2 separate regions of the Sus scrofa genome follow, and region 1 is linked to region 2. A link is a contact called in public HiChIP or PLAC-seq data. All regions are on one chromosome and are shown on one strand. Each heading gives the region's core, a stretch centred on a gene start, on an enhancer-like site or on the middle of the called end of the contact. The rest is flanking DNA. Distances are from core to core; before and after follow the strand shown. Region 1 holds the start of DOPEY1 (protein dopey-1). Region 2 holds the start of RWDD2A (RWD domain-containing protein 2A).

The links. HiChIP or PLAC-seq counts read pairs in DNA pulled down with a chosen protein or histone mark.
Region 1: an H3K27ac HiChIP or PLAC-seq map of skeletal muscle shows a contact between it and region 2. The contact joins the promoter of DOPEY1 here to the promoter of RWDD2A in region 2. A contact is called at or near these places in 1 of 5 promoter capture datasets (fetal liver), 6 of 47 Hi-C or Micro-C datasets (heart right ventricle, liver, psoas muscle and 2 more) and 2 of 2 datasets of contacts at active chromatin or transcription factors (alveolar macrophages and skeletal muscle).

The regions. Positions count from the first base shown.
Region 1 is chr1:83,134,753-83,141,952 of Sscrofa11.1, forward strand. DOPEY1 (protein dopey-1) reads right to left here and starts at 2,689. Exons shown (of 37, transcript XM_021091876.1): 1 at 2,537-2,689. It overlaps UBE3D (E3 ubiquitin-protein ligase E3D), which reads left to right and starts at 5,727. Exons shown (of 10, transcript XM_021091912.1): 1 at 5,727-6,150. The coding sequence starts at 6,074.
Region 2 is chr1:83,001,121-83,008,415 of Sscrofa11.1, forward strand. It overlaps RWDD2A (RWD domain-containing protein 2A), which reads right to left and starts at 2,463. Exons shown (of 3, transcript XM_013992798.2): 1 at 2,351-2,463; 2 at 1,052-1,395; 3 at 1-73. The coding sequence starts at 1,252. PGM3 (phosphoacetylglucosamine mutase) reads left to right here and starts at 2,502. Exons shown (of 14, transcript XM_001924419.5): 1 at 2,502-2,616; 2 at 4,697-4,910; 3 at 6,372-6,556. The coding sequence starts at 4,707.

The sequences.
Region 1 (7,200 bases), core at 1,439-3,938, 130 kb after region 2:
GTGGTTTTTATCACATTTCATAGTTTAAGAATTCATGACTAGAAAGGCGAATCATTCATAAAAACAATGCCATTATCAAGAAGTCTTTACCTGGAACTTTATAATGCCATTCTTAATAAAATCATAAAATCAATAGCTTGACCATAAAATTAAATTTCAAACATGACTTAATTACAATTATAGAAAAGAGACTAGAAAAAGAGGAGCTCCCATAGTGGTTCAGTGGTTAATGAACCTGACTACTATCCATGAGGATGTGGGTTTGATCCCTGGCCTTGCTGAGTGGGTTAAGGATCCGATGTTGCTGTGAGCTGTGGTGTAGGCTGGCGGCTACAGCTTCAATTTGACCCCTAGCCTGGGAACCTCCATATGGCGTGGTTGAGACCCTTAAAAAAAGAGAGAGAGAAAGAGACTAGAAAAAGATACTCCTCTGCCATAAATTAAAGCATTAAGGCTCACAGAAACCTTTGTGAATCCTTAATACCTTACCAAGAAAAATATAAGCCTTTTGTTTTACCAGTGAGTTGCCACTAGATTTTCATGCTCCAGAAAGCTTAAACTGGAAGCCATCAAAGAACATAATTCAAGGAATTTTAGAGAGATGAAAGGGGACTCAGCTCAATTACAATTAATTTTCAAATAGGTATTCAATGTAATTATACCCTAGAAGATGTTAACATGTTGGCCATTAGAAAATTTGCTCTCTGGAAGCTTACAATCTGCAAGTTTACATGCATATTAACAGCAGTAAAGGTTTTAAGAAGTCTTATAGTTAAAAGCTAGCCAAAAGTTAAATCTAATGTAACCCAATGTGCCTCCAAATTATTGGCCATGAACACTCTTTTGAGGAAATAAGCCTACTAATGGATTCAGAACACTGTTCAAGGCAAACATCAGTTTGTAAATCTCTGATCTTAGGAAATTCTCTTCAATACATGACAAAACTGATGCCTAGAGAGATCACACCTGGTCAGCCAGATAAACCTCTCATTCCTAGGCCAGAGTTCCTTCCACTAGTTTAACTATTAAATAGGACGCCTTTGACTGTATATAGTCAAATTTTGAATTAACATTTACATTTAACATTTTGGCTATGGTGTCAAGTTTTCTGGTTTGTGTATTAGACGTTTTTAATTCTTCAAGTCGCTGGTTCTTAATAATCAGAAACACCTGGAGATCTGCTAATGTTAAGTAATTCTGGGAGTTTCTGTTATGGCTCAGTCTATCAAGAACCTGACATAGTGTCCGTGAGGATGCAGGTTCAATCCCCAGCCTCCATCAGTGGGTTAAGGGACATGCCTTGCCACAAGGGTATAGGTCACAGATGTGGCTTGGATCTGGTGTTGCCATGGCCGTGGCTTAGGCCTCAGCTGCAGCTCCGATTTGGTCCCTAGCCTGAGAACATCCATATGCCACAGGTGTGGCAGTAAAAAGAAAAAAAAAAAGTAATTCTGAGGAACGATTTACTTCAGAATGCTTGAAAGTGATCATTTTAAAATAAAGCATTTGTCTTACAAGTGGTTTTAATTTACTCTTGCTATAACTTCTGTCAGCTCAACTAAATCACTGTTATCAGGTGGAGTGATGCTTAGCACAAAAAAACAAAAAACAGCAAATATCCACAGTAAAATGCAAGATCTTATGTCTACATCAAGACAGGCAACAGCACTGAACTTGGAGAATTTTTGTCCTTCGATGCGTCATGACTTACGTATGGGGCAAACAGTTTGGTATCTTTTTTTGTAATTTCCCCCCCCCAATGTTTTGATTGCTTTAACTACGATCTCCAAATCAGATTTTTTCCAATCTTCATAGTTCTTAAACTTCATAGAACTCTAAGAAAGTCTAAGAATAACCAAAACAGTATTTACTTAGCTCAAAAAGTAGCCTTGTGCCACTTCGTCCCTTCCCTCAGGGTAAGTGAGAAGGATGGAGACCAAACAAGTGACTATTGTTATGTTGCAACTTCAAAAGGCTTGGGAATCAAAGGTGAGCTTAGTTAACAACTTCCTGGTGACTAATCGGACTTCCTCGATTAAACTTCTACACTCTTTTCCCACCTCCCACGGAACCTTAACGAGGGAGACCATTCGCGCGTCCTCTTAATATTAAAAGAACCCCCCAGATGGAAGAGACCGCGCGACGCCTCAATTCGCCCAACAAAGAAGGGACTCCGCGCGCTTTCCGCGCACAGGTGCGACGGCCACCCCAACCCCGCGCACCGCGCGGCCCCTGAGCAGGAGTCTCGGCCTGGCCACCCGACGCCCTGGCCCCGCCTCCGGCCGCCGGGCCCTGACCGCCGCTGCGCCCCCCGCCCGAGCTCGGCCGCGGGCCCCGCGTAGCTACCGCTCCCACGGCAACCGGAGGGCGTCCGGCCGGCTTCGCAGCTCCAGGCGGGGCCGGGGCGCCAAACCCCCGACACTACACCTGCCCGCCCGCGGGGCGTCCCGGCGGCTCCGGAACGAGCCGGGCCGAGGGGGCCACTAGGGGCGGCCGGCCGGCCTCGCGACCGCGCTGGGGGCGGGGACGCTGTTACCTTCCTCGGGCTCGACCGCTCCCTGCCGGCGCCGCTCTCCTGGCAACCGCGGCAGCGACACGGAGGCCGGGAGCCGGAGGGCCTAGTGACAGCTCCCAGCGTACACCGCGCCCGCGCCCACGCCGGCGTCGACGTCCGCGGCCCTTCGTCCCCGCCCCCGGTCGGTTCTTCGCCTCCCGGCGCTGGCTGTCGCCACAGCGCCCTCAGGCGGACTGTTGGGGAAGCGGCCCACTGCCGCCTATTGAGGGAGGGGGATGGAAGGGGAGGTAACAGGTATTTTCAGCCAGCCCGCGCCAATCCCAATTCCGCGTGATGCTAGGAATCGAAAACAGCTTTTTTTGCTTAACTAATTCTAAGCCCAGAGAAGTTAGAAGACTTTCGAAGTTAGGAGATAGATAGTTGTTATCATATTAGGAACTTATTTTGATTCTAGAACCCCAAATCATGTAGTTCCATGGAGGATTGCCTCCTTTCACCTAAAATGTCGGGTCAAAAAATCATAGATTTTTCTTGAGAATGTGTGACTAAATATAAAATATAACAATCCTTAAAAACAAACATCAATATGTACGGTATCCTGTGTTAAGAATGTTACATGTTTCAACATAATGTGGCAGCATTTAAATACCTAAAATCTTTGATGTTAATGGTGGGAGATATGCAGAGTTGACATTGTGGAGGGAAATAATCAATAAACTAATATATGACAGGGATAGAAAAGAGTTTTATTTAAGCCAAATTGAGGACTATAGCCTGGGAGACACAGACTGAAGATGTATTTGAATTGTGTTCCACCAGACTACAGAATGCTGGAGGCTTATAACAGCAAAAGACACAAAGTCACGTAAATTATTCGTCAAGAATTAAGATTAGAGCTGGCAGAAAGGAAGGGTCCTTGTTAAATAAGGATTGGTCCAGCTCTGAAATTGTATACTTATAAGGGGAGGCCTTGAGACTATAAGGTTGCAGCTGACAGCTGCTAGCAGATGTTGTTTTGAGAAAGGCTGAGGGTGTCCTTGAGTCTGAGTGATATAGTTTAGAAAATTCAGATTCTTAGTGATACAGGAATGTGTCTGAAGCCATATCCACGATGGCCACCTGGCTCCATTTGAATGCCTGAACCACAGTTATGCCATTGTTATTTTTTTAATGCATTATTTTCTTTATGGTTAAGGCAGATGTACAATGTTTATTTAATAGACCACGAATAGGCTCTATTGGTTAACCTTAAGTTCAGGTCAAATCATGTTTAAGCCAGAATGACTTCCCCGTATCTTACTATGGGAAAATTTCTTTCATCAAAACCATCACCCTGGGGTGTTTCCGTCATGGCTCAGTGGTAACACATCTGACAAGGAACCATGAGGTTGCAGGTTTGATCCTTGGCCTTGCTCAGTGGGTTAAGGATCCAGCGTTGCTGTGGGCTGTGGTGTAGGTGCAGACGTGGCAGAGATCCCAAGTTGCTGTGGCTCTGGCGCAGGCCAGCGCTTCAGCTCTGATTAGACCCCTACCTACCCTGGGAACCTCCACATGACTCAGATGTGGCCCTAGAAAAAAAGGCAAAAAAGACAAAAAAAAAAAAAAAAAAATCACCCTGGAGGGAGTTCCCTTTGTGGCTCAGCGGTTAATGAACCTGACTAGGATCCATGGTGATGCAGATTCGATCCCTGACCATGCTCAGTGGGTCAAGGATCCGGCGTTGCCTTGAGCTGTGGTATAGGTCGAAGACTCGGCTGTATCCCAAGTTGCTGTGGCATAGGCCAGCAGCTGTAGGTCTGATTCGACCCCTAGCCTGGGAGCTTCCATATGATCCAGATGCAGCCGTAACAAGCAAAAAACAAAACAAAACAAAACAACAAAAAAAAACCCATCGCCCTGGAGTTCCTATTGTGGCACAGTGGGTTAAGAATCCTACTGCCTGGGCTCAGGTTTGATCCCCGGCCCAATACAGTGGGTTAAAGAATCCAGGGTTGCCACTGCTGTGGGGTAGGTTGCAGCTGTGACTTGCATTCAATCCCTGGCTTGGTAACTTCCATATGCTGTGGGTGTAGCCCCCAAAAAACAAAGAAACAAAACAAAAAAACACTACCCTTCATCACCATTGTTGTGATGAAATACCAGTAAATTTAATTCTTTTAATTGGGTTGTTACCTCCATCCATGAATTTGAATTCTGATGGATGTAGGATTTTGTGAAACAAAATGAGCTTTAAAAACTCCATATAAATATTTTAGAAAAATTGTCTTAATCTAGTACCCCTCGAGGGACATGGCTTTATTTTCATTTGGAAATCTTTTTTTGTTTGTTGTTTTAGGGCTGCACTGGGCAGCATATGGAGGTTCCCAGGCTAGGGGTCAAATCAGAGCTGCAGCAACAGGGGATCTATGTGGTGTCTACCACCTACACCACAGCTCAGGGCAACACTAGATCCTTAACCCACTGAGCAAGGCCAGGAATTGAACCAGCATCCTCATGAATTCTAGTTGGGTTTGTTAACCACTGAGCCAGGACAGGAACTCCTAGAAAATCTTGAAATTAATATGTTTAGTGTGTGGTAATTACAACCTTAAAATGATAAAGTAGAACATCAATAAACATGATTTTTCCGCATACAAGTGAACATTGTTTTTCTTTTAAAGCCTCTTGCTCTAAAAAATATATTCGTATTATAATTCTACTGTAGCCTTATATTTTAATATTTTCCCATGATAACTATTTACTTTATACTAGATCCTTTTCTTCAGTGGGTGAAACTTTCCAAAATCATTTTCTAATAGCAATGAAATAAATTACAACTCCCCTGAGTCAATTTTTACCTTTGCAAAAGTGAATAGTGAAAATGTACATGTGGAATCATTCTCATCTTCCTCTTTTCAAAGGTTATAGACATGCATAATCCTGTGCTTCATGATACTGGATATAACAGCAGAGATAACAGGAAACATCTCACATTTTTGCAACCGTTTCCATTTTGGAGCGATCCAGCCTAAATTTAGAAGCAATGCCAAGTCAATTCTGGACATCTGTTGCCTCAGAAGAGAACTAAAATACGACCGACCAGCGTTCATTAAAGAAAAAGGCTGTAGTCCATTAAAAATAACAACAAAGCCAAGATAAAGTGTGTGTGGGATGGGTCTTAGTCCTGATGACAGTGCCCGCCTATCATCTCCCTCTCGTCCAGCCTCATCCCTACCCGCACTAGCCAAGGGAGAGTACTTGGGATCTTACTCTGAAGGTCATATCCAGGGAGCCTGACGCACCGGGTGGCGCCCTTAAGAAACAGAGTGGGAGGGTAGTTCTGCTCTTCTGCCCACGTTTCTCAGAGATCAGCCCCCAAGCTCGGATCAGAAACTGCCGGTGACCGCCAGAACCAGTCTCGAGGCGGCGCACTCTCCGCCCGTCTGGTGGCGCTGTGGGCTGGCGAGTAGTCGAGCAGCCGAGCTCCGGATCCACGACGCCGGCACCTCCGCTGCCGCCGCAGCTCCAGCTCGGGCTGCACGTGTTGCCGCTGCGAACCCCGGGCCCTGGTCGCCCGCAATGGCGGCGGCTGGGGCGCAAGTGCGTGTGTTCCTGGAGGTGCGGAGACAGCTGCAGAGCGCGCTGCTGATCCTGGGGTAAGGCGGGCTGTGGCGTGTGGGCTCCCCAACGCAGCGGGGCACGCCTTTCTGCTGCCGGGCAGGCTCCGCCTCCCTCGGAAGGATGGAATTTTGAGTTTGTTTCTCCAGATGCTTTGAGCTTCTGGGATACTCAAAGCCGAGTACCTCATCCCTGCGCCCTCATTCCCCTACCCCCCACCTCCGCCACCTCCACTGGCAATCTTGAATCACCTGGGAGCTTTTTAGCAATGCCTTGTCTCGGTCCCACACCAGACCTGCTGAATCCGAACTTAGATTTCAACACGTTTCCTGGGATCCAGAGGCACACTTAAGTTTGAGGATCCCTAATGTTCAAGTCGTTGACTATGCCCTGCGTTTCCAACAAAGACAGTGCCAAACGTGCTTGGTTTGCCCCTTTGGAATCCTCGTTATACGATCTGTTCCAATGTGAAAGCTTCCCTTTTTGTAAATAAAACTCCGGGTTTTTTTTTCTCCTCCCCAAATTGTTCTGTGTGCAGAGAAACCGACACACTCGTTCAGTAAAAGCGTGTTCAGTGAACACAGGTTTCAGGCTTCTTATTGGAGCTCATTCTGTTTTTCGTATTCCGAGTTCCAATGAGAAGTCTGTAAGCCCTTACCTTGCTCTTCATTATTTACACAAACAAGAAACTATTAGGGAAATGTTCTCTTTTTTTTGTTTGGTAGTATATGGTACCTCCATTATTCCCTTGTAACCACTGTTTCAAATAGAGTAAATCGGATGTTAGAATCTTGAAAGTTTTATGACAAGGCACCACTCTGAGGTTGATTGGCAGAACTAGATTCAAATCCTAGCTTCTTCACCAAATTAGAATCCTTAATTTGAATGTTTTCAATTGTGAAATAAGGATGCTGTTTATTCCTCTTCTTTCTTTCTCTTTTTCCTCCCCCCCCCCCAAATTATGAATTCAAATAAGTGCTGCAGGTCCAATTCAAATGCACCTTGTAAAGTTACTCAGAGCCCAAACCTTACACAAAACTAAACAAGACCATCTTCTGCTCATCAAAGGAGTCCTTCATGCTTTCCCT
Region 2 (7,295 bases), core at 1,213-3,712:
ATGACCGTCCAAACAGCTGCAGTGCTGCATAGGGGTAGCTGTGAGGCATGGTTACTTGCAAGTCAATTTTCACCTTAAAATGAAAATCAAATAGATTTCAGTACTGTAAGATCACATATGCTAGTTTATCAATGGCCACTGCATGATTTTGATAAAGGTAATAGATAGTGCTACTATTACGTGTCGGCTATGTTCCAGACACTGCACACTTTTACATACATAAATTCCTTTTATGCATTCATTCATTCATACCAATATGCATCAAATACCTACCATGTGTCAGGTACCCTATGCCGAAATAAAGACATGAAGAAGCTAGACACTATTTCTGCCCTTCACGACGTCTAGAGCTTAGTGATGGAGACAGACATTCACCAAGTGTTTCATCTCAACAATGAGAAGCATTGCCATGATCAAGTGCAGGGGTCCACAGCAATGTGTAACTAGAGGGACTGCATTATAACTGAAGGCTGAATAGGAAGTAGCTAGCACAGTAGGTCTCAAATGCCTGTCCCCTTGGTACCTGTGCTATGCTATCCACTTATCTACTGCTGGAGATAAATGGATCAGAATATGAAGGTAAATTCATTTTCAGACTGTAAATTTCCTTTCTATATTTGCTTTTGGTGTCATGGGGCCTCCCCAAAAATAGTCATTCACTCCTGAAAAGCCAGTTTTGCTAAAGGTAACATTTAGATTTGTGATATATATACAAAACGATCCACATTACAATAGTTGGGTTGGTTAAAAAAAAAAAAACTGGATGAGTGAACAGAATAATAATGGCAGTGTAAGATTGCAAGCTGTGTTTAGGAAAAACATGAAGCATATTTGTTTAAAAGGTGTGTATGTGTATGCAAAATTCAAAATCTTTATTGAAGACAATTTACAGGGCATCCCATATTTTGCTTTCAAACAAGTAAAGGAATAATCCAAGACAAAGCCATCTGGAATATCCTCTATGTGCTTCTTGGACAGGACGCGCTCCTTCCAAGTGTTTCCAATAAAAACTGGGCACCTGGCAACAATTAACACAACTCAGGGCACCTACCTTGGGCTCCTCGATCTGGAGTGTAATCACAAATTCGATTTTTGGTGGCAGTGCCTCCCTTGTGCCCTCCAAATATCTCTTTATATTTGTCAGGGCATTTACATCTTCAAGTTTTACTTCTCCTTGGTTAGGAAACATAGAAAACAACATTTCCATCTCCAGCAGCTGAAGTTGAAGGCATTCTTTCATTGAAGCGGACATGTTGACTCAAAATCAACCTGTCAGGAAAACTGGAAAGGCCCAGAGACACCAGCTTTGTCAACGTCCAGCGGTGCCCAGCGAAATTTCCCGCAGCTCCCTTTCCTCAGAAACAGCTTTTCAGGGGCGCTATTACTCACCGAGAGCTAGGGGCACAAACCGAGACACTTAACATTTTTCTGCTTTAACTCCTGACCCCCAAATCTAGTAAGCACAGCACCCCCCAAGACACTTCGTTAAAAATCGGATTCCCAGTTCCTTTTACCCCAACCCCTGCTTCCGATCTGGTTCCGGGAATCTGGACGTTCAACAAGTGTTTCGAATTATTCCTTTGCAGGTGGTTAGTAAACACCACCTGCAGACGCTCCACAAGCCCAAATTCTGGGAAAGGCAAGGGGCCCAGATTGCGAAGCCCACCCACTCAGGTCTCAGGCTTGCGCGGAGTTGGCCGCGGCAAGGAAGGCCCGCAGGGCCGACGGAGCAGAGCTCTGGGTTCCCCGGCTCCGGGGTCTCGAGGGCCCCGTTGCTCTCCACTGACAGTTGAGGCCCTTGGGCCCTAGCGCCGCAGACCCCTCCTACGTAGGCCTTTCCGCCTCTCCCGGGAGCTGTACTGGCCCGGGGCGGCATCCCAGGAGTCTGGACGGTTTGGATCCACCTGGCCTCAGCCGCGAGGGGTCCAGCTTAGTGGGAAGGGTCTTACAGGTAAATAAATAAAATGACGTTTCGTGCGAGCGGGAGCGGGAGCGGGAGCGGGAGCAGGAGCGGGAGCGGGAGCGGGGCGGGGGGGGGGTGGCGATGGTAAGGGGGTGGCGAGAAGGCTTCCCGTAATCAAACGTTTGGGAGATGAATCTCAAGAAGCAAGGGGATGGGGGGCGTGAAGGAGGCAGAGTGGCGCTCACTGGGGCCGGGACCACCTCGTTGGGGGCCCCAAAAGGGGCTGGTATCCTCCATCCAGGACCACTTAGAACCCCGGCTTCCCAGGAAAGCTGGGCCTGCCACCCTCTGAGACCCAAATTTGGAGTCAGGGGCTGCGTAGTTGCGGATAGCTCTGAAGGCCCGAGACCCTCGGCCCCAATCCCCGGGCCACCGCGGGGGCCTCACCCTTCCTGGTCATTCAAAGGCAACAGCCCCAAGCCCTCTCAGAACGCGGATCCGCAGTTCCGCAGGCGCGAGCCGCGCGTGACTGGCATGGAGGGGGGCGGGGCCAGCGGACCCTCCCCCGCCGTGATTGGCTGAGGGGCGGGGCGACGGGCCGGAAGCCACGCAGGGCCACGTCTGCTGGTGCGGAGCGCCGCAGTCTGATTCCCAGCGCCGCGGCGGGGGAGGTGGTCCGCGTGGTGGAGGTGAGGGGGCGTCTCTCTGCAGAGGTGAGCTGGGCCGGAGGCTCGGCGGCGGCGGGAAGGAGACACTCTGGTCTGCCTGGGTTGGGTAGACGGACAGGATGGTGGGCAGGCAGGCGGACTGGCTCGCGGACGGCGCGGGACACACCTACTCACCGCTGCGGCTCGGGAGCAGGCTGGTGGCGCCGGCCCGAGGGTAGCGAACTGGGGCAGGGGGCTCGTCCCCCTCCAAGGCGGAGTCTCAGAGCTGACTCGGAAAAGTGGGGGCGAGAGGAGAGGGGAACTAAACTCGTATTGAAGTTTGGATGGAAAAATTGAATGAGGGGGGCAGTTCTCAGATTTTCTTAGAGTGGAAACAGTTTGGATTTGAAAATACTTTTTTTAAAGCCTTCGAATGGTCTTTGAAAGTAGTTTTAGGACCTGAAACGCTTTAAAGGGTGGAAACATTTTATCTTGACTTAAAAAAAAAAAAAAAAAAAAGGACTTTCTGGCTGAAAAGGGACTGGTTTACGCCCTTTTGAATAAACATGATACATTACTGACTAACTGGTCAGTTTTGAATAAAACGTTTTCAGGCTTGTGAAGTAGATTTAATGACTCTGGGTCAAAATTAACTTCCTGAATGCCAGCTTTTTCCAAACTGGACAAAAGCAAACATTTTCACCATTTCCTTTAGCTTTTGTTTATCCAAATAGTAGTGAAGGGAAGTAAAGAAAACAAGATAGTTAGGCTGATGGCTATGGGGACTGTTGTTCATCCCTGAACTAACTGGTAATGGGGCAGGTCCAGGAAGTGGATAGTACATACAGCTGAGGTTGGAAGCCCCAAGTTCCACCTAAAACCTGAGTATCCCAGAGAAGAAAGTAGTAGTGGGCTAAGGGCTGATGTTATTTATTTATTTACTTATTTATTTATTGTCTTTTTAAGGCTGCACCCACCTCATATAGCAGTTCCCAAGCTAGGGGTCAAATTGGAGTTACAGCTGCGGGCCTCCGCCACAGCCACAGCTGCTCAGGATCTGAGCTGCATCTGCGACCTACACCCCAGCTCACAGCAACGCTGGATCCTTAACCCGATGTTTGATTTTCAAAATTAAAGTGGGAGTTCCCTGGTGTCATTCATCAGGTTAAGGACCTGGTGATGTCCCTGCCGTGGCCTTGGTTGGATCCCTGGCCTGGGAAATTCCTCATGGCGTGGGGGTGGCCAAAAAAATTAAACTAAATTAAAGGTAAAAGGAAGGTGTTGCTGGTTTCAGAGCTTAATTTAGAAGGGTGTCTCCATCCTCCCTTATGAAAATACAAAAATCCACTGCAAGGTGTATCAGGAGGTAGGGCAGTCTTGGAGAGGAGACTTTGCCCTTTGCTTTTCCTTTGGGAATAGGTCTCTGTAGCCTGGGAGAAATAGCAGAAGTACACAGATTTCCCAGGTACTTCGTCTGCTCTGCGGTCCCAGCCCACTTGAGAATGTGACCTTAGGTGTCTGTCAGCAGCTCCTCATGTAAAATTTAAATTGTTTAACTGAGACCCAGGATTAAGTTTTCCTATTTGTAAGAGGAGATGATCCCTGATCTTGTAGGAATCTCTGAATCTAGTTAAGGAATCTTCGCTTTAGTTGGGAATGGACCATTTTAAGTTTGCCTAGGGCCCGGGAATTGTTGGGGACGATGTGATTTCTGTTCTCAAGTGGATGATCCAGGTAATGCTAACCCCCCTGGATTTTTTCTACCATTCTTTTCTCTCAAACATAGAGAGAAAACATAGAGCCTCTCCTCTTTGGGGAGGCTCAGAATGAATCAGATCTCTCAGTTTGGGGTGCAAGGTTTTTGTTTGTTTGTTTTTTTGTTTGTTTTTTTGTTTACTTTTTACAGCCCCACCTATGACATGAACGTTCTGGGCTAGGGGTTGAATTGGAGCTGCATCTGAGGCCACAGCCACAGCAACACCTCATTCTTAACCCACTAAGGGAGGCCAGGGATTCAACCTGCATCCTCACAGAGACAATGCCAGGCCCATAACCTGCTGAGCCATTACAAGAACTCTAGGATGGCAATTTTTGGAGCAAATTGTCTTTGAAAGATTTCTTATTATGTCTGAAAAATATTCCTTAGTTTTGTAGACATGGATTTAGATGCCATTACCAAGCACTCAGCATCGCATGCCAAGCCTGATGGACTCATTCTTCAATATGGGACCGCTGGATTTCGAACGAAAGCAGACCGTCTTGATCATGTCATGTTTCGAATGGGATTATTAGCTGTCCTGAGGTCAAAGCAGACAAAGTCTACCATAGGAGTCATGGTAACAGCATCACACAATCCTGAGGTAATGCATTTAGTGCCCCCAGTAAAGCAAAGACCAAACCTTTGTTTGCAGGACCAAACCATAGTGTCTGAGCGCTTTGATCCAAAATAGATTCCAGTTCTCAGAATATGCCCTCTCACTGCTACATGCCTTTGGCTTTGAAATGACTTCCTTAAACAAGTGGTCATTTAGCTCATGACTGTTTAAAGGGTGTGGAGAGAATGAAATGAGATGGTCATTTTTTTTTCTTTTTTTTTGCTGTGTGTCCATATTGAGAAATAACAGAATGTCATTCCCAAGTAGTTGCAGTGAGACAGCGTCAGTAATAAAAACTGTTACTGCTTTTAGTTGAGCAAAGTTGGAAGAGCTTGGAGACAAGCAGGGGAAGGGGCACGGGCAAATATTTGAAAAGATTTAACTCATTTTGAAACTTTTCAGACAACATTTCTATAGCTGGGGCATGGTTTCCTGTTCTGAACGAACAGCCTAAATATGGGGTTCTGCTTTGGGCAGGTTATTGATGAGGCCCGATGGTTCTAGTGTTCCTGATAAGTCTTTGAAGCGTTCCTTTTGACACAGTTGATCTTATTCTGTACTGGCCTGTAACTCACTAATACATGGTTTAAATAATACACTTGTGTTTGCTACGATATGAGACTTGTACCTTCGTAGCTAAATCAGCAGCAGTTTTTATGTGTGTTAGTGAAGGATTGTAACCTCCTCTCCACCCCAACCCTGAAACAAAAGGACGTTGCTTATTCAGTTTGAACGTGGATCACTGTGATTGTGTGTGTCTACATCTCCATAATTGCTTAATGACTTGTAGGCAGAACCCCAAATTCATTGTGAGTTCCAGAAGCACTTCTCAAAACAATTCTTAGCTAGCTGTTGACATTTACTCTGAACCACACTTTATATCTTTCCAGAAATTTGAGCTGCCCAGAATGGAGGTGCCTCTTCTCAGCTTCTGTGCCACACCCACTGGCTGAACACCCACTGGCTAACACGATGGCCAGTGTGTTCTCAGAGTACAGCCAGAGCAAAAGGATCCCCAGGGCCCTGGTTCTGCCACACTTGTACCTGATCAGTTAGTTGCCGGCCAAAGCAGAGGTAACAGCCCTGGAATACAGCTGGCATGTGTGGCACAGTGGCTGTGGGTTTAAGACTCAAGTAGATTTGATGTTTTAATACCAGCACCAACACTTATTAGCTGTGTGAACATGAGCAGATTACTTGCTCTGAATTTTAGTTTTCTTCAATTAAGACCAGAGTGACCGTAGGGTTCTTAGGTGGAGCTCATGTGTGGTGAGGATTTGCGGAGGTGATAGAAATATGACATCTGGTCCTGTGGCTGGCCTTCAGCAGTCACCAGGGAGACTGGCCGGCCTTCACTTTCATTGGGGGGACAGCAGCTTGAGTGTACTTCTTCATGTCACCCTCACAGCTGTGCACAGATGGCTTCTCATTTGTTTTTCTTTGAAGGACGACAATGGTGTAAAATTGGTTGACCCTTTGGGCGAAATGTTGGCGCCCTCCTGGGAGGAACATGCTACCCATTTGGCAAATGCTGAGGAGCAAGATTTGGCACGAGCCTTGGTGGCCATCAGCGAGGAAGCAGCTGTGAATCTGCACCAGGACGCCTTCGTGGTGATCGGTAGAGATACCAGGTGACTGTCGCAGCTGCCAGCGAAAGCTTCTTTGGGAACAGTGGTTGCCTTAGTTTTAGCCCCTGGGACCAGGTGAAAATCAAGCCAAGTGGAACTGCCCTGAGAGGCTTCTCCACATCCGGGTCTTTTCAGTAGGACATGGGGGCCAAGTCACTGCTCTAGCTTGGACTTTGAGCCCCAGCTCTCACACTTACTATGGGAGCTGAGCAGGCACTTATCCTTTCGGAGCTCACCTTTGCTCACCTGTGATATGTTGGTGATGAGGCCTGCATCGTGTGATCCCTATTGAGAATGGCAAGAGATAATGTAGGTAGTGTACTTGGTTCCTGGCTGCAGAGAAGCACAAGCAAATGTCTTCCATCCCTTTTCTTCTGTAGGTTTACTCAGTCTCCATAGGGTAAGAACAGGTGATTGTAAGTTACTATTTTTAGAGGTTTATTTTATAACCTGTGTTATTGGTTGATCATATGTCATTTTCCCATGCTGGAGTTCATGGGAAAACATTAACAATCTATATTATTTCCATGTATTTGTCATGTTTGGCAGCTTTTACCTTCTGTTACAAAAAAAAAGATTATTATAAATGTTAGATTAAAAGTGTGCTTTGAAGCAGAAGCATTCTCTTTTGCGTAAGATCTGGTTTTAGCTAAGGTTCTTTTTTTTTTTTTTTTTTAAATCTTTTTAGGGCCACACTCATGGCATATGGAAGTTCCCAGGCTAGGGGTTGAATCGGAGCTGT